6 separate regions of the Mus musculus genome follow, and regions 2, 3, 4, 5 and 6 are each linked to region 1. The links are chromatin contacts, called in public Hi-C and promoter capture Hi-C maps. All regions are on one chromosome and are shown on one strand. Each heading gives the region's core, a stretch centred on a gene start, on an enhancer-like site or on the middle of the called end of the contact. The rest is flanking DNA. Distances are from core to core; before and after follow the strand shown.

Region 1 (4,792 bases), core at 983-3,482:
TGTTAGGGGACCCACATGAAGACCAAGCTGTATATCTGCTACATCTGTAGGGAGCCTTCACCATCCCAGGTCTCTGGCTACTCTCTGAGATGCTGCCCTCTGACTGGCCAGATTTCCATTCTCCCTCCCAGCCTTCTCCCTTTTTCCCACACCTGATCCCCATTTCCGTTTTCCTCCTCACCCCCTCTTCCACCCAGGTCCCTCGCTCTAGCCACTTCTGATGTTTATTTTATTTCCCCTTCTGAGTGAGATTCATGTATCTTCCTTTGGGCCCCCCATATTACTTAGTTTCTTTGTGTCTGTGGATTGTAGCATGGTTATCCTGTACTTTATGACCAATGTTTTTCTGGCGCTGGGTCATCTCACTCAGGATGATATTTTCTAGTTCCATCCATCTGCCTGAGAATTTCATGTCTTTGTTTTTACTAGCTGAGAAGCATGCTTTTTATTTTAATTGACAAATAAGCATAAATATATGTGGGGCGTATACCATCCGCAGTCCTTAACAGTCTGTCTGATGTCTTTGCACGACTCCAGAGCTATTCTTCCAGCTCACCCCCATTTTTTGCCAGCACCCAGGTGTTTTCTCACCCAGGACCTGTCCTTAACTAACTAGGTGCCTCTTGTAGTGCTCAGCACTCTTTTCATTACATATCATGCCATAGCATAATTGTTCTTTGTTTGCTCTGGACTGTATCTTTTAGTGGAGGGTATTACAGTTGGTGCAGTGTAGAATATTCTAAGACTAGTGTTTGGCACATAATGTTTGCTTATAATAAGTAGGCATTTGGTATTTAGTGAACAGATTATAGTGACAGTTCATAGTTTCTTTTTTTAGCTGTGTCTTTTCCTATTCATTTACAAAAACTGAGTTGAAAAGAAATCTAAAGCTATTTGAGGACACATGCCACAAAAGAATATGTGAGAGAAGGCAAGCTGAAAGCGGCGAGCCTAGTGTAAGGCAGAGATAAAGGAATGAAACAACAAGGGCCGTAGCTTGAGGGGAGCAAGCAAGAGTCTGGAGGCCGTTTCAGAGCTTACGTCGTGGAATACACTTCACTAGGAATAGTAATCCTTAAGGCAATTCTTTGATGTTGTTATGCCCATAATAAAAATACTAAAATTAAGAATTAGATCAGAGAAAAATAAACTGATTTTGAGTCCTTGATATGATAAATACAAATAAGAAGCAAACGAAGGAAATAAAAACCCTCCCGAGAAAGTCTTATGCAGACTTTTGAAGGCAAACCGTAGCCATACCTCCAGCCATCTTTAAGTGGATCTGGTTTCTGGATAAGTGTGTGAGTTATTGTTCTTAAAGGGATTGCTTTTGCTCTTTCATCTGTCTTGGATATAGTGCTGATTATCTATATGTACACATTCTTACCTCCCTCAAGTAAAATTCTGCTCCCTCCCTCCCTCAAGCTTTTACTCCAATCTCCGTGCAGATGATTGAACCTGGGGCGTCATATATGCTATGCAAATGCTTTACTACTAGCCTAGCCCTTAAGTTCCTTCGCAACTAGGCTTCTTTACTTGTTCTATTTTCTGATTTAGCTAAACTTTTTGGAATCTAGTAAGGGCTTCTCACCTCTCTTTTGTGAACCATTAGCAACAGAAGCATACAAGGCGGTGGGGGGGGGGGGACGGGACGGGACACTAGCTTAGTGCACAGTTGTACTGTAGGTCACACGCAATGTGTGTGTGTGTGTGCGCGCGCGCGTGAACACACACACGTGTAAATATAATAATGTTAACAGTGGCATTGCTGAAATGACCATATACAGTACTATGCAATAAGGAAAACTTAATCCTCAAATTCCAGCTTTTCCCATTTCTGTTAAGATGGGATATCTTATTAAAATTTCCAAATCTCAGTTTTTAGATTAATAACAAGAGAGGAGGATTGGCGACGCAGCTCTTTGGCAGTGTGCTTGCCTAGTGTGAAGGAGGCCCTGAGTTCAGCCCTAGCATAAAGCCACCCTTCAAACATAAAATATATTTTTTTCCTAATAAGTCTTCTTGTTTACTCTGGAAGAATAAACTAAAGTGCTATATGTGAAAAGGCTTTGGGAATATCTGGTTAAACGCTGCAAAAAAATATTTCTAGCTGATGACAAACAGTATTAAATCAAATGGAGTCCCTGAGCTGAAGAAACACCAATCAGGCTCATCTCCAGGAAGGGGACGCCAAGGGTTGCCACGTGACGTCATTTTTCCGCGCCGGACGCCAAGTGCTTCCATCCCGGCCCGAGCAAGAGCCGCGCGCCATGGGGACCTGGCGGCGTTTGCTGCTCTTTGGCGGGGTGTCACTCCGGGGTGGTGGCGCGGCCACTGTCCCGCCCCGGGGGTGCCGAGCTTTGGGTTGTGGGCGCCAGGTGTGTGCCGAGCGCGGGCGGGGTGGTGCCTGCGCGCTCCCGCTAGCGGGTTTGCTACAAGGTGGCTGGGGCTTGTGGTCCCAAACTGTCCCGAGTATGGATGTGTGGCATGCACAGTGCTCTCTTGTTTTGGGGTTATTTAGTGAATAGGTTAAGGAAAAGGCAAATCTGCGGAGGGCTTAACTCGGTAAAAAGTCCACTTCAGGGTTTTTTTTTTTTTTTCTTTTTTTCCATCCTCACTTACACTGGTAGACAAATTTCAGCTTGAACAATTACCTTTGACGTTGAGATTAGCATTTAATAAAGACCACCTAAAGGCTAAGTCTATGGCAATGAACATTATTAGAAAAGAAAGCCCCGTTAAACCCAAACTCTGGGTTGTTTTCTCTTTTACAGCATAGTAATCCAGTGATGAGAATGATTGGTTTAAATCACTTTTTTTTTTTTTTTTTAACTTAAAGTTATTAGGCGCTGAGAGTGAGGCCTTGAAACAAAGAAGAACACAAATCATGTCCCGAGGACTTCCTAAGCAGAAGCCTATAGAAGGTGTTAGAGAAGTCATTGTTGTGGCCTCTGGAAAGGGTGGTGTTGGAAAGTCTACCACCGCAGGTATTGTAAGGTGTCCCTTCCCCTCCTGACTAATGAGTGATGCTCTCAAATGCACTGTAAATGACCACCTTTCAGGCTTCCTATCTGTGATGTTTCTGACATTGGTTCCTTAGAACTAGGATTTGATAACGGCTGGGAGCTGAACTAATAAACATCTGCATTACCAGATTGCCTATTCAGTAGAGCAAAAAGTAGTTAGATTGTCTACCGGTATTATGTTCACTTAACTGGGAATCTCTTTCGAAGGCTGGTATGCAAATTGCACTGACCACTTAGCCCAGTGTATTTGCCATAGAAGCGCCTAGGAATTGGTTGCTGTTACTTTTAAAACATCCAGTAATTGTATACTAAATTATGTCTGTTCTTTTTCACTGTCATTGTACATGTACCTGAATATTTGCAATGAGAACACTTATTACTGTGTTTGTTTTTCATTTAATCACATGATTTATAGCATTTCTAAAGTCACCAAGACTTTCCTGTGCTCAGGTGCATGTGTGTGGAGGGCAGAGGGTAACATTGGGTGTCTTGGTTGTTCTCCACATTTTTTCAAGGGCTGCCTGACTACTAGCTCTCAGGACCTGCCTGTCTCTCCTCTGTTCTATCCAGTGCTGTGGTCACACCCAGGTCCTTGTGCTTGTGTGGCAAGCACTTATTTGGAGCCATCTCCTCTCCGAGTCATCTTGTCTTCACATCCTCTTTAACAGTATACTAGCGATGGGGAATCTTTTTCGTGGCTCTTTTTGGTGATTGTAATTTGTCACTAAGATGGTGTTTTTAGCACCAAAGATTTTCAGTCCTGAAATCGAATCAACACCCAAGACTAAGAGTTATTTTCAAAAGAAATCTTTTTTTCTAAAGAGACTATAAGGAATGATGACGTGAGAAACTTCTTGTAACCCTACCCATTAGAACAGCTTATTGAGCTGTATTGGCAAGTAAATATTATGTATTTTGAAGGTTCTAGTGACAGATAGTTCTGTACAGTTACCCTCATCAGCCCAAGGAGGTTAACTAAAAAAAAGTTTGTATTTAAAATTAGATGATTTACCTACTATCAATCTGGAATACAAATTATTTTGTAATATATGAGTAGATTTGTAAGTACCATGCCCTAGGTTAAACAAACTTTATATACAGTATTTTAATCCTCACAAGACTTACAAAAGTAGGAGACAGCTTTATTTTATAGAGAAGGAAGCAGACTGACAGATAAAAACCTATAGCTACATGGATACCTATAACAGCATTTATTTTAAAAAGCAGTCATGGTTATACAATAATAGAAGGTGGTGGAGCTGGGTTCAGATCCAGGTCTGCTTTGCAGTTTATGCTTGTAACCACTGTCCTGATGGAACTGGCAGTGTTGTTCTGCAAGGAACTGGGATTCACACTAGGAAGACGGATGGTGTGAGGACCTGTGTGTATCAGCCTTGCAAATGCAGAGCTTTAGGCTCCCTGCTCTCCGCTGTAGCCTGGCTGCAGAGCTGGTGACTGTGTTTTGGGGACGCTGCTCCTCTCCTTGTGTCTGGAATCACTGGCATAGGCAGGTTGGCTGCCATACTCTGCCTCACACCGTTTAGCTTCTCCACCTCCTTCTGTGCACAGCATCCCAGGCTTCTGTATAATTGTGTGTGTGTGTGAGCTATCTACACAGATGTGTAAAACCATTTATTTAAAAGGAGAATGGGCTACATCTATTAGATATTAAAACAGTTAATTTTTATAAATAAACTTTGAAAGTGAACTATGTATTTCATTAACATTGCTTTAAGAAAAACCAAGTGAACTATTTGGATACATTT
Region 2 (4,792 bases), core at 1,437-3,936, 800 kb after region 1:
CTCTTGTAAGCCTGAAACTTGCCAGTGGGTCTCGACCTCCCTAAGGCTATGGCCCTTTAATGCAGTTCCTCGACTTCGGATGACCTCCAATCATACAACTATTTTTGTTGCTACTGTTATGAATCATAATGTAAATACCTACGTGTTCCAGTGGCCATAGGCAACCTCTGGTGCACAGGCTGAGAACTGCTGCTCTATGCCATTAAACGGCCCCCTTCATTCTCAGCTCCTTGTCTCTAACTTTTAGGGCTCTGCCAGCAGCATCTGCATGGAATGACACGATGTCTTTCCTGTGACTGAGTTATTTCACTAGCACAAGTCAAATCCAAGTTCTGTTCATTTTGTCTACCCACTGTTTGCAACACGGTTGCATCTCCTATTCAAAGCAAGAATAAGTCATAATATAATAAAATGCATAGTGATATGTATAGTAATTCACTATGAGCTACACATCTAGATTTTCCTCTGCCTTGAATTGGCATCTCTCATTGTCTTTGTGACCAGATACCTGACCAAGCAGCTTAAGGGAGGGGATTCATTTGGCATGCAGTTAGAAGGGACACAGGGAAGGCGTGACCTCAGGCAACTTCATGACAGGGTCACATGGCTGGGCCTCTTCACTTCTCAGCAGAACTGGAAGCAGAGGCCAGACTGGAAGCTGGATGTGGAAAGCTATGTCAACCTCGGGGCCAGCCCCAGAAACTCATTTCCTGCAGCAAGTCTCCACCTCCTTAATGTTCCATGACCACAGCAGCAAATAGCTGGGGAGCACGTGTTCAAGTATGTGGGCCTATGGGGGCCATTCCCCATGCAAAGGGTGAAGCAACCCCACTGTCCTGTTAGGGAGAACCTGAGAACTCCCCTTCTGCCCACAGCCCCACCCCCACCCCACTCCCGCCTCCGCGTCTTCTCTCCTTCCATCTTTTCTCTCATCCCTGCCTCTTTACTCTTCTGGACCTTGTCTTCACTCCAGCTCCCGAGAAAGAAAGAGAGAAAGGCAGCCAGCTTTCTTCTGTGGACGTGAATGTTTGACATATTTCTTCTGTTCACACACCATTGGTCCAGGTCACCAGGGAGCTTCAGAAATGAACCAGCGTGTTATTGCTACAGATATGTCTTGCTGTAACTGCTGCTTAGAACAACTTGGTGAAAGGAGGGGACTGTGAAGTTAGAAGGAAAGGGGCCAGAGAGGGAATCGAATGCCAAATATCTGCACAGCAAAGTTACGAAATGAATCTGTTTAATGAATGTATGACTACATGAATGAATGACTGTAAGAAGCTAAGTGTAAGCTTCTTCTAGACTAGGGTCATAAACCAATGATCCAAGGGACCAGGTGGATTGTGGAAATGAGTCGTATAGGATGCATAAATGAGGGACAGTGGGCTGATTCAACTGGAGCCTACACAACATGTCTAAAGGACAACACCTCTCAGCTGCAGATGCCATTTGTGTGGGAATGTGACTTTGTACGGCAAGAGATTTTTTTTTTTTAAGTAGGAAACCTACATTTTATGTGACATCTCTCAGTTTTAAAATTTTAATCTGAGCCGTTTTTAAATAGATCCAATAAACACATTCATGGCAAAGATTTGGCTTCAAGTCACCAAGCTGCCATCTTTGATGGGAAACTACTTAAGGTTTTTAAGCATATAAGATTGGTAGCTTCTATACATTAATCTGACCCTCGTTTGGGGACATGCCTCTAAGCCATGGCGATTTTCAGCTGTGGCTGCTCGTTACAACTGCTGGAGGTTATCCCAAACACCCCAACCTCAAACCTTACCCCAGAGCGATTAAATCAGGCCCTATTGCTTTACAAACTCTTCCAGGAGGTCTGGCAGGATGGCTCTGTGCATGAAGGCGCTGGCGTGCAAGCCCGGAGCTCTGAGTTTGATCCCTGGGACCCACTAAAGGAGAATGGAGAGGATCAGTCCCACAAACTGTCCCCTTACTGCTCTGCACGTGGTATGGCACATACATATGCACACACTAATAACAATTGTTAAAGTTCTTCAAGCAGTCGCAATGTTCAATTAAATTGCACAGTAATCCTTTAGGGCCAATTTTAAAGGGTTTTGCAGTAGGCTGTTTATGTTACTACATAACTGTGGATCCATAAAGATGATTTGTTACGTTTTTGGGTCTGTCTTAAAATAAGAAAATGACTGGGCGTGGTGGAACACGCCTTTAATCCCAGCACTCTGGAGGCAGAGGCAGGCAGATTTCTGAGTTCAAGGCCAGCCTGGTCTACAGAGTGAGTTCCAGGACAGCCAGGGCTATACAGAGAAACCCTGTCTCGAAAAAAACAAAACAAAACAAACAAACAAAAAAAGCGGAGAAAAAGCTAATTTTCAGATTTCAAGTTGAAAATTGGGGGCTAGGAGAAGTAAAGATTTAATAAACGGTTCTCAGGGAGCACATCAAGTTAGGTTACGCAGTAAATGTTATCTTAAATGCCAACACTATGGCCGTAATCCAAGTTGAGAATTCTAAATCAACACAATGGTTTTAAAGATAAGCCCACAAAATTCTCTTTAGGGATAAAATAATAAGTCTTCAGAGTAATGTGTTGTGGCAACGCCAGGAGAGAAACGCAGCCTTGCATTAACCCTGCTGATAGATTTGTTGAGCGTGCCAAGGTCATTGTTCAAGGTTGGTTGAGAAGAACCACAGCTTAGAAACAAATCCCTTCTTGTTTTCCCAGGAGGAATGCTGCAGTGCCTTCTGTGGTTTCTACAAAGCTTGCCATGGGCCTTGACAGAATATTAGTGATGATTTACCACCACCGTGAGGCTATGCTAGGCACTGCATCTGGTTCTCTTGGAAAAAAAAAAAAGTTCTGTTCACAAATATAAATGTGAAAATGAAAATCTCAAAAAAATTGTAGGGTGGTGTGTGTGTGTGTGTGTGTGTGTGTGTGTGTGTATGTGTGTGTGGTGTGTGCTGTGGTGTGGTGTGTGTGTCTGTGTGTGTGTGTGTGTGGTGTGGTGTGTGTGGTGTGTGTGTGTGGTGTGGTGTGTGCTGTAGTGTGGTGTGTGTGTGTGTGTGGTGTGTGTGTGGTGTGTGGTGTGGTGTGGTGTGTGTGTCTGTGTGTGTGTGTGTGTGTGCTGTGGTGTGTGTGTGCTGTGGTATGGTGTGTGTGTGTCTGTGTGGTGTGGTGTGTGGTGTGGTGTGTGTGTGATGTGTGTGTGTGCGCTGTGGTGTGGTGTGTGTGTGTGTGGTGTGGTGTGGTGTGTGTGTGTGTGGGTGGCGTGGGATGTGTGGGGGTGGTGGTGGTGTGGGGGGTGGTGTGTGTGTGTATCTGTGTGGTGTGTGGTGTGTGTATGTGTGTGTGTGTGTGTGATGTGGTGTGTGTGTGTGTGTGTGTGTGTGTGGTGTGGTGTGTGTGTGTGGTGTGTGTGTGTGTGTGGTGTGTGTGATGTGGTGTGTGTGTGTGTGTGTGGTGTGTGTGTGTGTGTGTGGTGTGTGTGTGTGTGTGTGTGGTGTGTGTGTGTGGTGTGTGTGGTGTAGACTCTTTCTTGGTATGGAAGGACCATGACTAGGGAAGAAACCCAGGTATCCGTATGACTACAGCAGCAAGATGCCGTTGACATTCAGGTTTACATTTTAAAGACAATTTTAAATTTTGAGAGAAGGAGGGCAAGAAGGAGAGAGAGAGATAAGGATATAGGAGAAGATGAGGAGAGAGAGGGGGGAGGGGGAGAGAGGGGAAGAGGGAGAGAAGGAGGGTTTTTCTGCCTTGTGAGCTCCAGGCTGGCTACCCCATGAACCTCTGAGTGACTATCCAGTCCCCTCCTACCAGCTCATAGGAGCACTGGGGTTGGTGGCCTGGTAGCAGCATCTCCAGCTTTTGACGTGGTCCTGGGATCCAAGCCAGGTCATCAGGCTTGTGTGGCAGCTTTTATCCATTGAGTTATCCTGCTGACCCACGTTTAAAAATACAATTAAAGCAACGCTTAGGACCCCAGTGAATTATTCTCTTCTCCTTTAAACATGAAACAACAACTTTTCATTACTGTGTGGTATTTTGGAAGGAGACAATCACAAATCTGAAAAAAAAAAAAGATATCCTCTGTTGCTTACTTGTAGAATTTCAGGAAAGATACTAAATAGCCATTCCTTTCATACTTTATCACATTTGATTGATAAAATATGTAGATAATACCACCGTTATTAGTGAAGAAAGATAGAAAAGCTACTACTCTGACCAATGATTCACAGTGGGCAATTGAGTTTTATTCACAACTCCACTTATTAATTACGAACACTTAAGTCTCTTCAAGTTTACAATCAAAGTTCTATGATTTTAGTTTGATTTTATTTCTTGAGATATAATCTAACTTTGTAGCCCAGGCTGGTCTGGAACATACTCTGTAGTGCAGACTCGGGCTTGCGGTGAGCCTCCTGGCTTGACCGCTTGAGTGGCGAGGTTAGCGGTGAGAGCCACTGTGCTTGGGTGCACTTTGTAGTTTTGAGATGTGATATATTTTACCACACCATTGCACTGACTGCTTTATGAAATCCCAGAGAACGAGGACTACATGAATGCTAATCTTAATGTTATTATGATTTCTCCAACGAATCTGGAGAGTTGGCATCAATTATATTGAACAAAGCTGCAATAAGAACCTTTGCTTCTGTGCAAAGCATTCTTTGGTGTGTTTTCCTCCAGCATGGGGCTCTGGATGAGCTTCTCTTAGAGAATCTTAACGGCCCGTGAAAGTGAGGCTGGATGTCAACAAGCTTGGATGTGGGAAACTATTCCTGATGCAGTCTCAGCACTGTAAGA
Region 3 (4,792 bases), core at 1,559-4,058, 740 kb after region 1:
GTACAAATGTCCTATTAGGTCCGGGGACTGTCTTACATAATATTGCTCCCTTTATGCAACTTCCAAAAAATTCTTTATTGCTAGAAAAAGCTACAAAGCATCATCTGGACTCTAACATTCAGAGCTTTGCTGCCCTAAGTGTGGTTCCTGCACTGGACGCTTAGGCAGCCCCTTGGCAGATGTTAGCGTTGCAAAATGTCTGTACCCCACTTTGCCTCCCAAACCACACTTCTCACTTATGATATCCCAGAGTTTCAGATGTACATAAAATTTGAGAGGAACCTGTTTTAGAAATGTCTTCCCCTCATGTGCTCATTGGACAGTAGTCAACCAAAACTGGAGACTTCCATTACAATTTCAGATTTACGATATTTTATTCTTGGAGAAAGTTACATAACTTCCCTGTCTGACTCGTGGCTTATTTCAGTGTATCATGGTTGTTGCTGAGACTCACACAGCGGCTGAACAAAGAGAGTACATTCCTCCCCTGTCCAATCTGTCATCTTCATCTCTGCAGAACCAGAAGCTGAGAGGAACTGCCGACTGTGAAATTTAGGGCACGCATTCACTACCAAAAATATTTAAGTCTGCTGTGACAGAGTCATGATTTGAACCCACAGTAGGAGGCGAGGCTTAAATCTTCACAGCTGAAGCTCAAAGGAACACTTAGAAGTAAAAGGAGAGGTTTTAAATCATGGCTTTCCTTGGGCCTTAATTCTCTCTCTCTCTCTCTCTCTCTCTCTCTCTCTCTCACACACACACACACACACACACACACACACACACACACACACACACACGCACACACACCTTTAAACCTAGCAAGCTTCCTATGAAAATCAGAGTATTTACAGCCATCCATTCGCTTCTTTTTGGCTAATGTTCAGTTGGTTCATAATCTAATACTATTCCAAATTCACTCAAATTCCCCGAGACACTTATCTAACCATTTCAGATAACAGAATAGACTTCAAAGTGCAAGAAAATCTCTTTACAGGCTGAGGCTAGTTTGGAAAGTATTTTAAGTGCACAATTATGATAAGCCAGGTTCTTACATATTACAAAATTTTCCCCTTTTCTAAAATCTGGGCTAATAGCTATTAAATATTTCAAATTAAAACTCAAAGTAATATATTGTTGGTTCATTTAAAAATTTCAGAATTTAAAAGTAATAAATGGATTGGTCCATAGTCATGAAAATTATCATTGCAATTAACACATAGTTCCACAAGCTAGGCTAAATCCCATTATCTCTGTGGTTCTAATTATCGAAGGGCTTAAAGAAAGCAGAAGTTATTTGACCCGTGACTGGCCCTGCAGTCTGCTGGTGAGGGTATACGGTAACGCATGCTGCAGCAGAACTCAGATGTCCTAAACTGCAGATTATCATGCACAACCTTTCTTGGGTTGTCTTACACGTCAACAGGGAATTCCAAGGTCACGGCCACGAGCTAGGACGGATTCACATCCCCGTGCCTCTCGACTGCTGAATATATTCTACCTTCCTTTGCTTTTCCTGTAAATCCTTTCAGCATCCACTGGCTTAATTGGGGTGAATGGAGTCTGTGCCTCCCACTAGGGCAAATGTCTTGATTGAATAATTAGTGTTAATTGACACAGGCACCTCTGTCCAAGGTATGAAGTGTCTTCCTAGTTTATTTCATTATCTGTGTCTTTCTTCTCCATTTTACGGGATCCTGCTGACATTGCTACCTGACTGGATTGGCTAAAGTTAAAGCTGGGCATGCTGTTGCAGGACTCTGTTTGGAAACACAGATATTGCAGAGTGTTAGGAATCCTGGGGTATGACCTGGGCTAACAAATTATGAGCTCTAACTTGAAAAATGAGCCTTCAAAGCATAAAGCTTAGAAACCTTTGTTCTTACAAGAAATGTGACGTTTGACGTTTGTCACAGGTCCCTAGGCAGTCCATCCTGGACCTGGGGTTCTGAATTCTGCATTCTGAAGGTTTGTTGAGGATGAGAAAATGTCAGAGGAATCTGAAACCAGATCAAGCTGACCGATTAGCCAAATTATCCTCGAGCATCTACCGTAGAGGCGAGGGCTTTTAATCAGGAGCCCTGAGGTGTCTCCCTCCAGCTTTGGATCCTCTCCAGAGAGCAGCCAGGAAAAGCTTTCCCAGTGTGGAAAGCTCCCAGGGGAGATGTGGCCATGGTGGGACAATACCCAGGAAGGGCTCATCTGAGAGCCCCAGAGTAGCAGCTTGGGGAGTAAGAGCCTGAGCAGACAAGCAGGCCAGGCCACAAGGAGGAGAGATACACTAGCATTTCCTACAAGTGCCTTCTCTGTGACTGTTGTCATTAAAAGGGCTTGTTGTATCGGAGTGGGGGGGGCTTTAGCTATGGAACCATGAAACTTAATTCAGAAGAGACGGTGGGACAGCAGACTGATCTCTGTAATGTAAATGGCAGCTCTTCTGCTGAAAGCCATTGTGTCAACCGCTTGAGAACGTGGCAGTGACTTGGCAGGGAGATGGCAGAAAGGTTCTCTGGACCAACTGTCTCCTGCAGCTGTGAAAGACACACAGCCTGGCTGCCAAATGGTGAGCCCTTTTGTGCTCCGGCTGAGTTTCATTCACTCCTATGGCAACTTGAGGTTCAGCGTTCAGGAATATTAGTTTGGTCTGGACCATCGCCATCTCTTAGCAACCAAGGGAGATAGAAATTACCAGCTGGGTAATTTGATACTGGGAACCCGAAGGTCATGAAAATGGGGTATAATGGCTGTTTGTATTGAAGGGGGAGGAGGGAGGGGGGAATATGATGTAATCCTGATGTGTAGAAATGTTTGGAATGCCACAGAGATTACAAAGGAAAATCCAGTTCAAACTGGACTCTGTCTCACTCAGAGCGATTCAAGTTGGGCCAAGGAGCTCCTTTAAGCATGTATATTTTTGCTCAAATAAAAACCCCTTTGGGGTTTTGGAACTGCAGTATAGAAAATAGTTTACTCTGTATTAATTTTCTCTGAGGTTGACCCGTAGCTTAATTTACATTGAGTTTCGAAACAGTGATTTCGAGTAACATAAATAACAGGTTAGGGTTCTATTGCTCTGACTTCTGAAGGCACTGGGCCAGGGATGAGGATTGGGCTGGGAGAATGGGCAAGGGGAGACAAAAGTTGCTACAGATCTGCTTCCTGGATGCTCACACTGGCTCTAGCCCACAAGCGCACCAGCTCGTCAAGGAATTGCATGTTGGGAAACTAGAAACTGCAAAGCAGAAGCCAAAGGAAATTCTTGATAACAAGTTGTTTTCCTTTTCCCCTGGGCCCAGTGAAGGGACCATCTGTTTTTCAAACTAGAAAAGCCAGAAGATGCAGTGTTTGCTCCTGGAACGAGCCAAATTGTCATAATCTAATCAAAATTCCAAAGGATGAAGGGAGAAAGGAAGAGAGGGCTGGGGAAGCCAGGCGTGGCAGTTCCCTCGCTCTCTGCATTCCTGTAGATTCATCCAGCTGTTTTAGCAAACCAGCCTGGACAAGATGCATTTGAAGGGAGTGCGAATTACAGCAAGGAGGACTGGAAAATCCAGGGTTTTGCATGACAGGTAGCGGCCTGGTCTTGTTCTCAGGGGAGCTTGTTCACCTGCTACGCACGTGGTTCTTGTGCTGGCACAGTGGGCAGAGCGCCCTGCTTTCCCTGTCTCGGTTCGTGGTTAGACTTATTTGGCACACTCTGTTACAGTTGGGTCATGGATCTAACGCAGACAGCGGAGCGCGCCTTGCTTTTTCAGCAGTGCTAGGAATGTTTAATTCCTTCCATGCGAAGAGGTTTGGCATTTGATTTTGTGACCCAACTTCAATGAGGTGAAGTAAAAAAAATTATTAACATAAAATAAATCTCTTTTTATATATCCACTTCCTTGTATCCTCAGCCCTCTGGTTCCCATATCCAGCCGACTTACAACAGTGGAGGCTGAAGCCCATGGATTCACTGTTTCTATAGGTCAGCAGCAACTTCATATTGGTTGCTATGCGTAGCATAGACAAGCAGTGCAGACAAACAAGTCCTCTGATATGGAAACACTGTAGGATTTTGAACTCTACCATTAGGATTCTCTGAGAAGAGAAGGTCTCAGGAGAGGTTCTCACCCTTCCCAATGCTACAACCCTTTAACACAGTTCCTCGTGTTGTGGGCGACCCCCGACCATAAAATTATTTTATTGCTACCTCATAACTAGAATTTTGCTAAGGTTATGAATTGTAACGTAATTATCTGATGTGCGGATATGTGACTCTTGTGAAAGGGGATCCAAGGCCTGAGAACCTCTGGTTTCAAGGCTTTAAGACAACCAGAATGGTAGACTGTTTTGGCATCAAACTAAATCCATGCTACCTTCTGCTACACAAACAAAAGGCACGGGCGGCATCTTGCTGAGCTCAGTGCAGCCCCCAGAGCCACCAGGGTTTGTAGATTACTTCAACCTCATTGGATCTTGCATTTAGTTTAAGAACCCTTTTTTGACTGTCTCCTTCCCCATGGTTTAAAATGGTTCTGATTCTGAATCCGTTTTAAATTTCTATGCTCTTTGCTATGAAGAATGAGAAATATGCCAATTTTGGAAAAGTAGGTGGAAACTTTATTTATTTGGAAAAGTCCAGCCACATTCAATTTTAAATATATATATATATATATATATATATATATATAATTAAATATATATATAATTAGTACATATATTGTTTGAGGAAGTATATATTTTGAACTTTTCTGTCTGGCGATGGAGACATGAAGCTACAACCGATGAGTGTATTACAAAGGAATGGACA
Region 4 (4,792 bases), core at 700-3,199, 660 kb after region 1:
TAGAGAGACTGGGTGGTGGTGTGGGCTTTTGAAATCTCAAAACCCATTATTGATACACCTTCTTCAACAAGGTCACACATGTCCTTACAAGGCTATACTTACTACCCATCCCCAAACAGTTCCACTAACTGGGAACCAAGCATTTAAACATAGGAGACTGGGCCCATTCTCATTCAGAGCACCGCAGCCCGGTGGACTTTGTGAGGAAGAGAGTAACTGCTCAGTTACCGGTCTAGGGTCTCTACTTCTGCAGAGACCACTGAGTCAGTTTATCCGTCTGCAGCAATCTCACACAACTAGTGTGTGCTCACATGGGCCTGATGGGAGCCAGGTAGGGCTGAGAGTAACTTTTCAACCTGTTTCTGAGTGCGTGAAAACAGACTAAGTCAGTACTTGTGTACACGTGTACTTGTGTGCAAGCTTAACACAGATCCGACTTCAAATACAGCTTAGCAGTTTTACTAGCTTTCTGAGAGTCAGCTGTGATGCATTCCCCGTGCCATCTCTGAAGTTTTAAAGTGGAGAGAGATAAGGAAGGAGAGATAGAAAGAAATAGAAGCATGAGGGAAGGGTGGGAGAAGGGCCAGGAGATGGGGAGCAGAGAGAGCCACGGAGGGGGAGGGAATAAGGAAGAGCAAATGGCTGAAGACAGAGAGGATGCACCATCTTCTACTGCAACATGTTCACCTGCCGTCTGAGACTTCGTGTTATTCAGTAGTGTTCCTCAAATGAGATAACACATTTCAATGACATTTTATAAGTTAGAAAAACATTTTTTCAGATATACCACAGAGGAGATTTGATTGTATTTCAGATTATCATTAAAGACCAGAAACTGTCTCTAGAATTCTAGCATGAGAGCTGAAAAAGTTTTTTAAAAATATCTTTAAATAAACAATATTTTATTTAAACAAATAAAATAATTATTTTTATTAAATCTATAGATAATCTTTAAACAAATGAATAGATTGCATATGTAAATAGAATAAAACAAATGAAATAGCTTTTCTTTTTCTCATAAGAACAAATTGAAGTTCACACATGCTAAGTGACATCACCAGACATTATTACCTGTTCAGAGACAGAGCAGGGACCACACAGTTCTTCTAATTTGTGGTTTATGGCTTTCTACTGCCCTCAAGGTACACGCATGTACATTAGATGTGACAGAAATGGACCGTAGCTGAGGGCCTTTGGAGAACAAAGAGTGAGTGGGACTGACTTAGAGGCAAGGAGATAAAAGCTGGTTTGTTTTGAAGCAGGACAAGAGTAAGGTACAGAGACTCAGGGAAGGAAGCACGTGATGGAATAGGTTGCAGTCTCAGCCATCAAAAGAAATCAAGTGAGAGAAGATTCTGTTTACTTCAGGAGTAGTCTATTGGTCATTAGCCTGCAGTGGAGAAATCGATTATCTTCTCTTCTAAGAGAGTGGTAGACAGATGTGGCTGGTGTTCATATTTGGAGTTGTGGAAGGGGAGAAAACAGAGAGCTGAGCAGTGGCGAGGCATCCAGGTGGAGGTGCACGAAGAGGAACTGGACAGGAAGTGTTGGAGACGCTAGAAATCAATGACATCGGCTTTCCAGTCATGCCTGCCAGGTCAACGCAGCCAAAAAGAAGGTGATTGAGTCTATCTATCGTGCAGTAGCAACTTGCACACAGGCAGCCTGTTAGAGGCAGACTGCTATCATTGGTTAAGAACAACATAAGGATAACCTGTAAAGGAAAATGTACCCACATTTCAGACAGAAAATGTAATCTGCTTATGGATATTATACAAACACACATAGATATTACATTTATACAAATATGTGAATACTATACCTTTTGTATTATAGTCTCTTTTACTTACAATTGAAATTACTTTTACGAAACCAGGAATCTGAAAGGTACGTTACAGTTTCTACTGTTTTTATGTAATGGTTCCTCTTGAATTGATTTCTGTTGCCATGGTTACAGGTCCCTTCTGTTTTCTGATGGAGTCTATTTGACACTGCTAGAAAATCTGTAGCTCCTGTATGGCATGCCTTTTTCATTCATTTAACCTATCTGTGCCTTTATTTAAAGTAAGTTTCCTAGAGAAATAGGAAATAGTAGGTGGGTCTTATTTTCTAACTGTGGCCATCTTTGCCTTTTAATTGGAATACTTACTTTATATTTAATGTTATTATTGATGTGTTTGGGTTGAACCTTGCAAGATGTTTTCTATTTGTTCTAGCTACTGTTTCTTCATTTCTCTCATTTTTCTTTTGGGTAGAATATTTGGTATTTAAGTATTAGATAGCATTGAGTACTAGTTTTTAACCTACTTTGTCTCTTCTATTATGATGCCATTTTCTTGATCTAAAGTTTATAAAGTACATATATAACACCATACTTTGTATTTGAACAATTAATATAATATAATATAATATAATATAATATAATATAATATTGAAATATATACATAATATCATACTTTTTATTCAAACAATTTATATATTGAAATATACAATAACATGATACGTGTATTCAAATGATTTATGTAATATAATATTGGAATATGTGAAAATCAAGCAAATTTCAAATCATTTTCTCAGTCTTCATGTTATCTTCTTACATGTTTTATTTTTATGTATGTTGTAAATCTAAAACATTAGTCTTCTTTAAATAGTCACTTTCCTCCTAGAGATCTATATATTTACAACAGTAGACTTACATTATCTACAGATTTTGTTATTTATGGTTTTAACTAACTTTAGACTGGAATATCTGTAGAAAACCTATATGTATTAAACATATACAGGCTATTTTTCTTGTCACTCTTTGCCAAGCAGTACAGCATAATGCGTATTTATATCGCATTTACATTATTTCAGTTATACAGGACGGTAAGAAAATGTAATGCTGTTCCACGGGACCTGGGTTCAGTTTTCAGCATCCATTTTGGGCAGCTCACAACTAACTGCAACTCCACTTCCAGGGGATCTGATGCACTGTTTTAGCCTCATTGGGGAACTGAACTTATCTGAACATACTTCACCCATCCCTGCATAACTGAAAAATAAAAAATTGCGTGCGCATGCACACACACACACAAACACACACACACACACACACACACTCACACAGGAGTATGTAATGTTTTTACAAAGACAAAACTGTTGCATTTAAAAGACTTGAGCACATGTGGTATTTTGTATTTAGGGAGAGACCCTGTAACCTGTTCCTTATGAATACTGAAAAACAAATATACATCCACATAATTACATTTTAATGTTTTTCACATATTCTGTAAATCTAAGTTTCTATTGTATATTATTTATCACTCGCTTAAACTGCCTTTAAACTTTTCTATAGCACAACACTGATGATAATAATTTTTCTTAGCTTCTCTTTGCCTAAGTTCAAAGTTATTTCTGGAAGACGTTTTCAGTGGATATAACATTTTAATTGGGCAATATTAGTAGTTTGCTTTCATCACAATAAAACTGCCAATTTGTTGTCTTCTTTCTTGCATATCTCCTTTCAAGAAACCTACAATTATATTTTATTTGTTTCTTGCTACATAAGTCCTAGACCTTCAGAAATCTGATTACGTGCCACTGAGTGACTTTCATGTCTATTCTGTTTGAAATTGGTCTGCTTTTGTTTTTAACTATGGTGGATTTGTGAATACGTATTTTTTATCTATGTGAAAGGTTTTTTATTATATTTTCAAGTGTTCCTCTGTCGTGCATCCCTGCCTGAAGCTCCATGCTATCTGACTTCAGCCATCTTTGGGTGTCCCCTCTCTGTGCTATAGTCTGGAATTTGTATCCGGAAGAAAACTGCGCTTATTTACTATAGGTTGAGCTAATTTAGTTTCCCTTCCCCAGACATTTTAGTTATATGGACCAGTGTCTAAAGATAAGAGCTGAGACTGTGTTAGCATGATAAATACAGTCTATTAGATGGTAAACCTCTTCAGAGTCATCCATGCAAGCTGTCCTCACACAGAAGTGCCCTCTCAAATACATTCCTCTGCTCTTTTTTTTGTTTTTTGTCTTACCTTAGTTCCAGTTCTAGAGGAAACATTTAATACATCTCATCGTTTCATCGTGTTGTTTCCACTGGCAAGGGACCCCTGTACCCTGCTAATCCCTATTGTCAGGAGCAGGAAGTTCTCTGTTATCTGAATATGTCATTCAGCAGTCTGCCTTGACCTTCTTTCCACATCAGAGAGTTTAGATAATCGCCATCCTTTAAGAAGATTGGCTTGCTTTTTATTATGTGCATGGAGCTAATGCATTGTAGAAAGTAGAACTAATTTTTTAAAAGGCTCCTCTTAGACATAATATTGATGTATGGACTGCAAATACTATGTGTGAGTAATATAAAATACATTTCATTTAGAACACGTCTGTATCTTATTAACTAAGCAACAAGAACAGATGGTTTTCCCATATCCTTTTGATTTGTTACTTGGATTTGTTTGTTAATCCAGAATAGTTTCCTGGAAATAAGACCAGACACATTGGCCTTGTGAAGTACCCAACTGTGGGACATGAAGTAATCTTAACAATGAATCTTAATTGTAGTGTTAAGAGATTGACAAGATCTGTAAAATTTCTCTTGTGGGATTTGACTCGGCTGTTTCTTATTTAAATATTTTTAAAAAGAGATAAAATGAAGTATAACTATCAAGTTCTGCCCAATATTTAAAACAAATAACTAACAGAAAATTGATCAGTATATGTTTTTCTGATTTTGGCTTGACAATAATACTTATTTTAATCTTTAATTACTTGAAAGTTTTTTCTTTTAAATATTATT
Region 5 (4,792 bases), core at 658-3,157, 600 kb after region 1:
TTCTCTTTATGGAACCTTCTCTGCAAAGGCTAATCTTGTTCTAGCTCTATGGCTTTCACCCTATTTATTTCTGGAGGCCTAAGAGTTTTTCAGGGAGGCCAGCAGTACTCTATAGCAGGCAGGGTTAATAATTATGCCAAGAAGGGTCCAACAGTCTTGACTCTGGGCCTCTTCACCCCTGCCCCAGTGAAGGAAGCCCAGCTTTGCTCTGTAACATAAAGGAAAAAAAAATTTAAATATTATTAGCAAACCATGATTATTATCTAAGTCTATCCTCCCTCAGACGAAACCCCTGAGCCCCAGAGAGGCTACTAACCCTGAATACACAGAAGGAGCTCTCGGAGGAAATACCATCACTGGTAGATTTCCTGAGCCCCAGGTCGGTGCTCTGGGCTTTGCAGTGGTTCCATGCTGACCTCTCAATGTGTGAGTACCATGTGGTCTAAGATAAGGGAGTCAAGCTCTGTTGTGCTGCTGAGTGTATACACAGGTTTTACTCTTGTTCTTCCCTTCCTTGTTCCTTATTAGGAAAAGCAAGAGCAATCATGACTTCACATCCAAGGCAGGGCTGCTCTGTGGAAGGCTGGATAGTGGCACCTCTTCTGATTTTATCAGTTTTTCTTTACAGGAGGCTGCCTGAGTTCCTTCAGAGCCTCCCCTCCAACCCCACCACCCCCTGTGCTGCTGATTAAGAGAAGTATGGGACAATTAAGAGATGATTGGACAATATAATTGTCTCATTCTGTATTAGGTTTCGGAATTTTGTGCTTTCTCAGAGCTGTAGAGACAGAATGGATGTAGGTCAGCTTGGCTGTGCCTTTCTCTGTCAGTGGCCTGCAAGCCTTAGATGAGTGAGATGGGTAGCTGGTCCACGGTTAGCTCTCCTCAGGGTCACAACATGATGCTTGTTTATGCTTCACACTGGAAAGAAAGGACTGATTTCTTTGGATTTCCTTTCCTTTCACTAACTGGAGAAATCCTCCTGGAGTCTTGTTTTAATGTGCCTGTCAGAGGTCCAGTGGGGGAGGGGAGAGAGTAATAGCCTCCTTGGTAGGCAGTCTTACAGCCTCAAAAAGAACAAAACAAACCCCAAGGGTTGTGAGTGGCAGTCACAAGAAACTTCTACAGGTCTTCCACTTGTTCCAGATTTTAACCCCAGAAGATACTTGCCTTTTGGCCATGTGTAGGAAGAGTTCTCTGTCAGATAGGGGAAGGGTCTCTAGGATCCAACCTCTTTTCACTGCTCCTGAAGGTTAAGTGGTAGCGAGTTCTCCAGCAGCAGGCTCTGTGGGGTGGTGTCTACCCGAGAACACCCTCAGGGCAGACCTAGCTGGCGGAGGCTTTGCCCATGTTCTGACGATTATTAGTCTGTGCACTTTAGAATTAGACTCACTTGGTCAGCTGTTTATTACATTTTAAATTGTTTCAAAATCCATGCTTTGTTCTTTTTCTCTTTGTCAGATGAACTAAACCTCTTTTTAATAACTTTTAAAGAGGTATCGTTACTAGCCAGGGAGAAGAGCGATCAAATTGCCTGATAGGGAACCATGAATACGAGTTTGTATTTTCTGAGTACTGAATCGACATTCCACTTGCACCTTTATTCTCTCAATGTAGAGCAGCAAACGAAGAGGTAATTTTTATTTTGTTTTCTAAAATTATTCTAAGAAATCCCCTTTTAAACTTACAGATTTTAGTCCAATGAGGAGCCCTGTTTCTTTGGACTGCATTTTGCATATTGTCTGCTTCTTACAGGGCTTTTGTATTGTCTCAGGCTCCACTGGAAATGCAGCAAGGATTCCTAGCACATCCCAGTTGCCATAGCAACAGCAGCCTTTCCCATAATGAGCTGCATCATCTGAACTGATGTCACAGCATCATGCAGCAGGTCAAACAAGGCATCTCCTAGTATTGCATCCTACAGATGTGCTGTAAACATCAAAAGGCGACGTTGGGAGCAGGAGATGGTGAGTGTTAAACGTTTGGGCCTTAATTGCGACGCTGTTTTGTTGGTTAGTCTGTGGCGTCTACTAAGGCAGGGATGGGGGGATGTTGTCTGCTTAAAATGGACTGGAGAAAGAAGGGTTGTTTTGCCTAATTCTGTTTTCAGGCTGCTGTGTTAAGACAAAGGCCTGTGAGAGTCGCATAAAAATCAAAATGCAAAGATTTCTTGCTCCGTCTCCGCCTGTTATTTTTAGTATTCTCATGAATTAAAAAAAAAAAGCACAGAAAATTTTCTATTGCAAAAGCCTAAATAAGCTCTGAAATGTGTAGTTCATTGTATTTTAACATTGTAAAGATATGTTTCTTTTTTTATGAGGCAGGGCTAATTGGTCCCATTTGCTTCTGTGATTTATGAAATATTTAGTGACTTGCAGAACGGAATTCAGTATTTACCTCCATTGGGTTTCAGATTCTTCATGGCAAGGAATGAGTGCTGAATAAGCATTTGACATAACCTTATGTGTATGTGAAAGGGGATTCTCTTGCATGTTCAAGAAATAATTTGTTAAAAACATTAAGACTGAAACCAGATGAAATTATCTATGCCTTTTGATTTGTGTGGAATCTCTTCAATTCATGTCCTCCATAGTTAAGAGGCTGAAGCTGGAGTTGCTTCCAGGCTGGTTTGTAACTGAGAGAGGAGCAAGTCTCCCCTCTGCGGCAGTTACAGTCAAGGATAACCCGGGAGAGAGACTCTGGAAAGGCCAGTGGCGCTGCCGCCCGCCCGCCCGCGGGCTCATGCTTAACTCTAGCCCCAACCCAGTGTGATGGATAAATGTCAGGGGCCTTGATGCTTGTTAGGAATGCAAATCTCTGGACCCGGAACCTCAACTCAATTCCAAAGCTCCAGATAAACATACGATGTTTACGTTTAATCCAGGGCTTGCTTTTAAGAATCGTTACTATTTTATTTGCTAAAAACCAGTCTAACAGGTCAGTATGGAACAGGGTATCATTGCCTTTTGTTTTGGGAAATGAAATGAATTTCCTTGGTGCAACTGATTGCTACTGGGGGAGAGAAAGCACATGCCCGTTCAGTTGTTCAATCTGCCGGCTTACAGTCAGGGAGTGGTCCTGTGTTTCAGTGCAGTCGAGCTGATAGTTTTTATTTATACAGTCTTACTGGAAAGAATAGCACCCCCTGAGTTGCTTGTAATTAGTTAAGATTGCTGGAGCCTAAACAGTTTAGATGGAGCCTAAAACAGATATTTCAGAGGAAGCCGGAAAAGCAACATCTCCAGCCAGCTTGCGTTGATTTTTCTCTCCTATGGAGTTGGGCACAGCGGTCCCATTAGGCACAGGCACTAGGCGGAGTGGTACAGCTCGGGGTTTAATTAGTTTGTTTACCCCACACCACACACATGCTACTCCCAGTCTTTTAAGCTTATATTGCTCGCGTGCAGCTATATGGGATGGAAGAGGTCAATTCGGCCTGGCCTTCCCACGAGCAATTAGTAGTATGGATGCTCACTGCCTGCTTTTTGTGTGTGTGACGCATAGTATGAACAGAGAGCTCTGCTGGGACCGTTGGGTGTGAACGCAGCCAAGTCAGAAGCTCTCAGGTAAAAGGGAGGAGAAAGGCCTTAATGGGGGAAGGGAAAGTAGTTAGAACCCCTTGAAGTACTGCTCCCGAGAAGCGACATGAAAAGACTTGTTCAGTGACACAAATTGCTAGGAGTGAAACAGAAGGCAGCGGTTTAGTGGGTTTTCTCCTGGTTTAATTCTCCCCCCTTTTGTCTAACAGTGCTCTCCGCTGCTTCCTCCTGGGTGAAACGTATGGTTACTGGAAGTCACGGAGGCCAGATTCCTTAAGGGCAGTGTTAGAAAAGTGAAGTCATGCTTTGAGGGTGGAGAAGGGCACTGGCGGGTGTGGACTGCCACGCTAGCGGAACATCCGCCCAGCGCAGGCAAACCTGTCATCCTCCCAACCCCCACAACATGCAGCCACAGTTCCTCAACTTTATGCTTTTGTGCTTTTTTTGCTCCAGGAGAACAAAGCCCTGATAGCAAGAGCTGTCACCCAGGGTTCTGTTTCTTGGAGGACCACAGCCTGTGCTGCACTCTGCACTCTGATTAGCTGTGCCTTAATTACTAGCTAAGGCTATTTCAGTTGCGGTAGTTTTAATATATCCCCAAGGGTGTGTGGTGTGTGTGTGTGTGTGTGTGTGTGTGTGTGTGTGTGTGTGTATGGGGGAGGGAGAGAGTTTGTTCTGTGGCTGGATTTATTGGTGCCTCAGTGAAAATTTTCTAGAATTTCAAGTATTTTGCTGTACATAATGACTGGAATATTATCAAAACTGTGTTGCCCATGTGGCCAAGTTTAGACTGTGTAAGTCTCACAAACTGTTAACCTATACTTTTGGTTATGGTTTTGTTACTGACTTACAAAGGTATAATGATTTAAATCTTTCTAGATAGCTAGGCTATAGTGGGACTAATACAGATAATTACAATAACAACTAATAGCTACTATTTATTCAGTTCATTATTTATCAGTTTTACTGAGCCAGGCTTTGTGCGTCAGCTTGTTTAGCTCTCAAGAGGAGTCAGGAGATAGAAAGTACCAATCTCACTTCAGGAGATTGGGCACTGGTACTCATATTTTACAGAACCAATTCCTAGTTTAGTCACCTGGTTAAAGTCACATGTTTTATACGTTACTGGGCTGATTCCAAACCAGTGCAGCCTGGCTGTGAAGCCTGCGAGCTTTCCACAGCTACCCCAGTGTTATGATGCCTTCTTTTACTCATCCCCACTCAATTGCAGGACCCCACCCTTCCTGATTCTA
Region 6 (4,792 bases), core at 1,513-4,012, 540 kb after region 1:
AAGTCTTAGCTATCAAATGCCAAGAAAGATGATTGTGAAAGGCAGGGACAGACTCAAGTATTTCCCAGCTGTTGTGGGCCCAGTTGTGTGTGTAATTCTGCCTGGAAGTGTTTACTCCTTGGTTGTCTAAGCAGAACTTTGTGGTGGCAAGTAAGGATTACTGGGCACAGCCAGCAGTTATCAAGAGATACGTGGTTATGCCAGTGAGCCTTACAGGAAAACGTTCAGCTTGGGGATCTTCAGCCACCCTCTTACATTGTACTGCTTGAGAGGTTTGTCCGGGGATTGTGTGCTGCACACATCTTCTAAAGACAGAGTCTTAGCTAGAATGTTTTCCAGGACTCTCAAGCTTCTCTCACTTCTCTTGTCTGCGTTGAAGCTCCTTCGACCTGGATATTGCAACAGCAACCCCTAGTGTGTTACAGGGTGAAAATAGAACTCCAGCTAATAAGGTGAGATGGAACAGGATGTGGCAAACAGGCATCTTGTTGTTTATTGAGCATCACAGGCAGAACTAAATAAGCAATATCATCGTGTTTTCTAGGTCTGGACAGCTGGGAAAAAAAGAAGGTAGCAGGAAGTTAGGTTTTAGATTACTTTAGAAAAGAATGCATATGCTAAGAGCCAGAGAGTAGGAGGGGATCAGTAGGTCACTGGAGAAGGGAGCTGGTCTTGTGAACAATTTGCTAGTCTTCCAAAGGCTGAAAAACTTGGCTGTGCACAGAGAGAGTGGTTAGGGCTTGGTCACAAAGGTCTTGCAGCTGATCTTTCAGATTGGAGGCCTACAATGGGGGCAAACGTCTTTTTCCCCTTAAGGTGGTTAAATTGAAATTCTAGAGATGTCAAACAATAAACTAAAGGCTATCAAAGCGTCAGTGGATGGTAGGTATTTACTAGTAATAGAGTTTTGATGAAAAGTTCTAGATCCAAGTAAGATAGGGAACTATAAAGAAGGTGGTGGTGACGGTGGCAATGGAGAGATGAGGCAGAGGGGATGGGAATGGGGACAACAGAGCCCACTCTCATGGAGCTTACAGTTTGTTCAGCTGCCAAGGATCAGCTCACCACAGCTTAGACCTTGGTGTTTGTATGTTTTGAGCATGAGTCACATACCGGCAGAGCGTGATTCCTCAAATGGAAAGTACCCATATAGTTCAAGATGTTGTCTCCTGCTTGCCCTGCCTGTCTCTTCTGAAAAAAGTGTAATCCCAAATGCCGGGTCCACCAAAGGGCTATTTTCTAAAGAAAGAATGATGGAGCCATGTACTTTTGAATGGTGAAGATGACAAACCTTGAGGTGACAGGACGGTGATGATGGGGTAAATCCTGACCCTAGGGGTGCTGAGCTGTGGCTTTAAGGACTCTGTTTCTCAGGGTCAAGTTTCACTCCCCATAGAAACAGCTGCATTGGCTCCTGCCAGGTCCTTTCCAGCAATAAGAAACGTTGTCTCAGGAGGCAGATACCATTTGAGAAAGTACAGAGCATAGGACATCTTGGGGACCCTATTATTTGGGGATGAGGGAAGACCAGACTGAACCTGAAAAGCAAAGAAGAGAGCATGAAGAGGGAGTATGAATCTAATAATCAAATTCAAGCTGCTAAGTGTTTCTAGGATTTTTATTCTAGGGTTCATTTTCTTTTTTCTGTTTTTTAGGGGGGGTTGTTTGTTTGTTTGTTTTCTGAGGCAGGGTTTCTCTGTGTAGCCCTGGTTGTCCTGTAACTCACTCTGTAGACCAGGCTGGCCTCGAACTCAAAAAATTGCCTGCCTCTGCCTCCCAAGTGCTGGGATTAAAGGCATGCGCCACCATTGCCCAACCCCTCAGGTTCATTTCCTGACTTGCATTTACTTAGGCCTGAGAGTGGTACTGTGGATATGATTGTTGGATGTTTGGGAGAAACACAGTTAATCTTACTTTTGTAGTTCAAATTATTTTTCAAAATTACTCACAAAGCTCACAGTCGTAGTCCCGATTCCTAAGTTGCAGTGGCTTCTTTAAGAACTACATGGTGTGGGTTTTCCTTTTGTATGGGATGTTTTTCCATTACCTTTCTTGTTCAGGGCAGGGCACTGCAGAATGAGATCCTTAGTCCTAGAAAGCAAGCCATCTGCCTTGTGTAGTACCTGAAATAGACACTGAATTATGGTGGTTCTCCTGTGTAACTTTGACAACTGCACAGCTTTTCTCCTTAAAAAGAGGCAATGCCAAGTCCATGGATGATTTTTTTTATATATACTATAATTGCATCTCCACAAACACAGGTGACAGATGACAGTGAAAGCTTCTGTTGGGACTAGTGCTGTTTTCAATGCAGAAGCTACGCGCTGGGTTTCTAACACGGAGATGGTATTGATCCAAGCCTTTGCAGTTGATCATCCAGGGTTTCCTTGTGTTATGCTTCTTCCTGCAGTTTCTGCTTCTCTGTGAAAACCAAAGTATCATGTAACCAGGATTGTAGGGTGGAGTGTGAGTGCGGCTTTAAAATATGCAGAATCCTTTCCAACACATCGGGCATTTACAAAAAAAAAATGTTTTTCACGTTGGGGATTGAATTCAGAGACTCGTGCTTGCTAAGCACACCCTTAGCCCCGCTAACTTTTAAAGAACTGATACCAAGGACCTCTGAGAGACAAAAAAAAAAAAAAAAAAAAAAAAAAAAAAAAAAAAAAAAAAAAAAAAAGCTGGGTGGTTTTGGAATTTTCTATGTGAGTGTTCTGCCACCTGCTGGAAAGGGCTCAGCAAGTTCTGAGAGCTGAGAAGCAAAGAAGCTGGTGCAGTTCTGGGCCCTCTTCCTCTCCACCCGGGCCCACTCCCAAGGCTGGCAGATAATAAAGCCTACAGTCTCTGTGCGGTTGGTTTCCTATCGACTCTCACAGGCTGGGAGCTGGTTACCCCACAGGGATTTCTCCTCTGACTTGTGTTGAGCTCGCTCTCCCAGCTCAGGCCTGGGCTGCTTCGCGAAGGGTCCTCACATCATCTTCAAGCTTCAGAACGCCAGGGATCCAGTGTGTTGCCTGGTGTTCCCTGTTTGCTTTGGTTTAAAGTGAACACAAAACAAAATATCTAATCCAAGTTAGGCACTACGTAAGCAGGAGGGCCAACTGACCCACTGAGAAAAGATATAGCCTCTTTCTCTCTGTAAGGATTATAGTCTCCCTACTCCTGAGTGCCAACACGGCTTCTTATTAAGTGATGCAGATCAGAGGCGTAAAGTACCATCCTCTAGACAAACTGCTGCAGCCTTCCTGAGATAAGCCTTACCCATTGCTAGCGTGCACCACCGAGGGCTGTTGTCATCACTTCCTAGAAGTGATGGATAGTCGTTGAACTCTCAGTAGTGCGTCCGGCCACTTTCCCCAGTCGTTTACAAACAGTTCTGCTCTAATTGCATGTGGCCTCAGCGTCTGGGAAAGGCTGAGGCATACAAGCTGGGGTAGATTAGGGAAGGGAGTGTCCATCCAGCAGCTATGAGGAAGCCACCATCCATGTTGCGTGAAGACTTTGCGGTGTGGCTGCTTTGGGGCTGCTGTCAGTGTCCCTTTACTCATGCTGTACACATAAGTCCCATCAACGTTCTGGTCCCCTGAGGTCAAATTTAGTGGACTCCAAACTTTGATTTGTCATTGAGATTTGGGGTGTGTGTAGGGTAGACATTTACATCTTTCTCAGGGAAGGAATTTTGGTGACAAGAATTAAAAATGTTCATTTTCCTGGCCAAAGAAAATGTTAGTAGCAATAAATCAAACTCCTTGCAAATGTTTCCCGATCTATAAAATCTCCAAATTTGGGCAAGCACAGTTTTTAAACCCTATGGTCTCAGCTTTTCTTTCATGTGACAACTTGTGAGAAAAAAAAGTGGGGTCAACAATTCTCAGTTGTGACTTCCATCTTTTCCCTGGAAAATTCGCCATAGAATTTTCTGTGCTGTGACCCACATAGGAACACAAAAATAAAAGCACAGTGGAATGAGGGTAGCGTCTCCTCACTAACTGGGTCGCTGCTTCCTAGACGGATCTTGTCTGTAGTAAATGCTTGGCCTGATTTCACCGTCCTTCAGGTCGTTTACTTTCTCTGGAGTTCTGGCAGGAGGATGCCCTTCCTGGATGGATGTGTGTATGCTCCTCCCATGGGGAAAACTTAGATTTTTTTGGCAGCCAGGCCCTCAAAGCAACTGGGACAGGGTGTGGAGGCCCAGCTTTGTCGCCCTATTGAAATTTCTCAAACACACAATGCTTTGGAAATATTTTTTACACAGGAGTACAGCATTTTAATATCTATGATTAGCTGAAAAAATAATAGCTACTAAATGAATAAAACTGACTTTATTATTAAGGAATATCATTATGAATTTCCCCCAAATGTTTTGAAGCTTTAATTCAGGCAACCTGTGACAATTAAAAGGGGAAAAAAGAAGACCTACCCTGGCTGAGGCAGGTATGGTAGGTGGCTTCATGTAACCAGAACTGAAAATTGGTAGTAGAGAAAACCTGAATTAAAACTTACTTTAAAATTAACTTTAAAGAGGGTAGATGATGTGATCGGAGTAGGTGGGGGCTGAGAAAATTTGTACTTAATCCAGAAAGTCACAAGGTGACTTCATTGTAAATAGATGGTCCCAAGGAATAAATGGGTTTTTGTTTGTTTGTTATTGATAACAGTTTCTGAACAACCGGAAGCCATCAGAATCTCAGAGATTGGAGTCTTATGGACACACACAGAAGTTGTACCCTCAAGGCCACATGAAGAAGGTAAAGAAGGACCCCCGATTTACATACATGGGACACACTGTTAC

The links. Promoter capture Hi-C pulls out the DNA fragments that hold promoters and counts their contacts. Hi-C and Micro-C count contacts between places; a contact is called where the count stands out from the background.
Region 2: a promoter capture Hi-C map of cranial neural crest shows a contact between it and region 1. The contact joins the enhancer-like site here to the promoter of Nubpl in region 1. A contact is called at or near these places in 10 of 39 promoter capture datasets (the 3T3-L1 cell line, cranial neural crest, embryonic stem cells and 4 more), 1 of 484 Hi-C or Micro-C datasets (pancreatic cancer cells), 2 of 115 datasets of contacts at active chromatin or transcription factors (embryonic stem cells and fibro-adipogenic progenitors) and 3 of 9 other capture datasets (adipose tissue, liver and macrophages).
Region 3: a promoter capture Hi-C map of hippocampal neurons shows a contact between it and region 1, with 6 times the contacts expected there. The contact joins the enhancer-like site here to the promoter of Nubpl in region 1. A contact is called at or near these places in 15 of 39 promoter capture datasets (the 3T3-L1 cell line, the C10 cell line, the HPC-7 cell line and 11 more), 2 of 484 Hi-C or Micro-C datasets (bone marrow-derived macrophages and muscle stem cells), 5 of 115 datasets of contacts at active chromatin or transcription factors (T-cell acute lymphoblastic leukemia, astrocytes, bone marrow-derived macrophages and 1 more) and 3 of 9 other capture datasets (adipose tissue, liver and macrophages).
Region 4: a contact with region 1 is called in a promoter capture Hi-C map of hippocampal neurons, with 2.0 times the contacts expected there. The contact joins the enhancer-like site here to the promoter of Nubpl in region 1. A contact is called at or near these places in 10 of 39 promoter capture datasets (cranial neural crest, embryonic stem cells, frontonasal cranial neural crest and 6 more), 1 of 115 datasets of contacts at active chromatin or transcription factors (embryonic stem cells) and 2 of 9 other capture datasets (adipose tissue and macrophages).
Region 5: a promoter capture Hi-C map of hematopoietic stem and progenitor cells shows a contact between it and region 1. The contact joins the promoter of Akap6 here to the promoter of Nubpl in region 1. A contact is called at or near these places in 9 of 39 promoter capture datasets (the C10 cell line, cranial neural crest, embryonic stem cells and 4 more), 2 of 115 datasets of contacts at active chromatin or transcription factors (astrocytes and embryonic stem cells) and 2 of 9 other capture datasets (adipose tissue and liver).
Region 6: a Hi-C map of the Ba/F3 cell line shows a contact between it and region 1, with 4 times the contacts expected there. The contact joins the enhancer-like site here to the promoter of Nubpl in region 1. A contact is called at or near these places in 21 of 39 promoter capture datasets (the 3T3-L1 cell line, 3T3-L1-derived adipocytes, the C10 cell line and 13 more), 7 of 484 Hi-C or Micro-C datasets (the Ba/F3 cell line, the N1E-115 cell line, bone marrow-derived macrophages and 3 more), 3 of 115 datasets of contacts at active chromatin or transcription factors (embryonic basal ganglia, embryonic stem cells and stem cell-derived neural progenitor cells) and 4 of 9 other capture datasets (adipose tissue, liver, macrophages and 1 more).

The regions. Positions count from the first base shown.
Region 1 is chr12:52,095,514-52,100,305 of GRCm38.p6, forward strand. Nubpl (nucleotide binding protein-like) reads left to right here and starts at 2,233. Exons shown (of 11, transcript NM_029760.2): 1 at 2,233-2,378; 2 at 2,840-2,987. The coding sequence starts at 2,271.
Region 2 is chr12:52,893,140-52,897,931 of GRCm38.p6, forward strand. The region is part of intron 4 of Akap6 (A kinase (PRKA) anchor protein 6); the gene reads left to right. Among named protein-coding and RNA genes, the nearest start is that of Gm51971, 97 kb to the left of the region's middle. Within about 2 kb of position 2,687, at least 82 of the 459 cell types and tissues checked have an H3K27ac peak or open chromatin away from gene starts, as enhancers often do.
Region 3 is chr12:52,832,828-52,837,619 of GRCm38.p6, forward strand. The region is part of intron 2 of Akap6 (A kinase (PRKA) anchor protein 6); the gene reads left to right. Among named protein-coding and RNA genes, the nearest start is that of Gm51971, 37 kb to the left of the region's middle. Within about 2 kb of position 2,809, at least 125 of the 459 cell types and tissues checked have an H3K27ac peak or open chromatin away from gene starts, as enhancers often do. A contact at or near this core is called in adipose tissue, astrocytes, hippocampal neurons and 3 more, where this site is marked.
Region 4 is chr12:52,753,897-52,758,688 of GRCm38.p6, forward strand. The region is part of intron 1 of Akap6 (A kinase (PRKA) anchor protein 6); the gene reads left to right. Among named protein-coding and RNA genes, the nearest start is that of Gm51971, 42 kb to the right of the region's middle. Within about 2 kb of position 1,950, at least 3 of the 459 cell types and tissues checked have an H3K27ac peak or open chromatin away from gene starts, as enhancers often do. A contact at or near this core is called in hippocampal neurons, where this site is marked.
Region 5 is chr12:52,697,476-52,702,267 of GRCm38.p6, forward strand. It overlaps Akap6 (A kinase (PRKA) anchor protein 6), which reads left to right and starts at 1,908. Exons shown (of 14, transcript NM_198111.2): 1 at 1,908-1,967.
Region 6 is chr12:52,635,284-52,640,075 of GRCm38.p6, forward strand. Gm35239 (a long non-coding RNA gene) reads left to right here. Exons shown (of 7, transcript XR_001780617.2): 4 at 4,659-4,748. Among named protein-coding and RNA genes, the nearest start is that of Gm23296, 33 kb to the left of the region's middle. Within about 2 kb of position 2,763, at least 55 of the 459 cell types and tissues checked have an H3K27ac peak or open chromatin away from gene starts, as enhancers often do. A contact at or near this core is called in the Ba/F3 cell line, cerebral cortex and palatal mesenchyme, where this site is marked.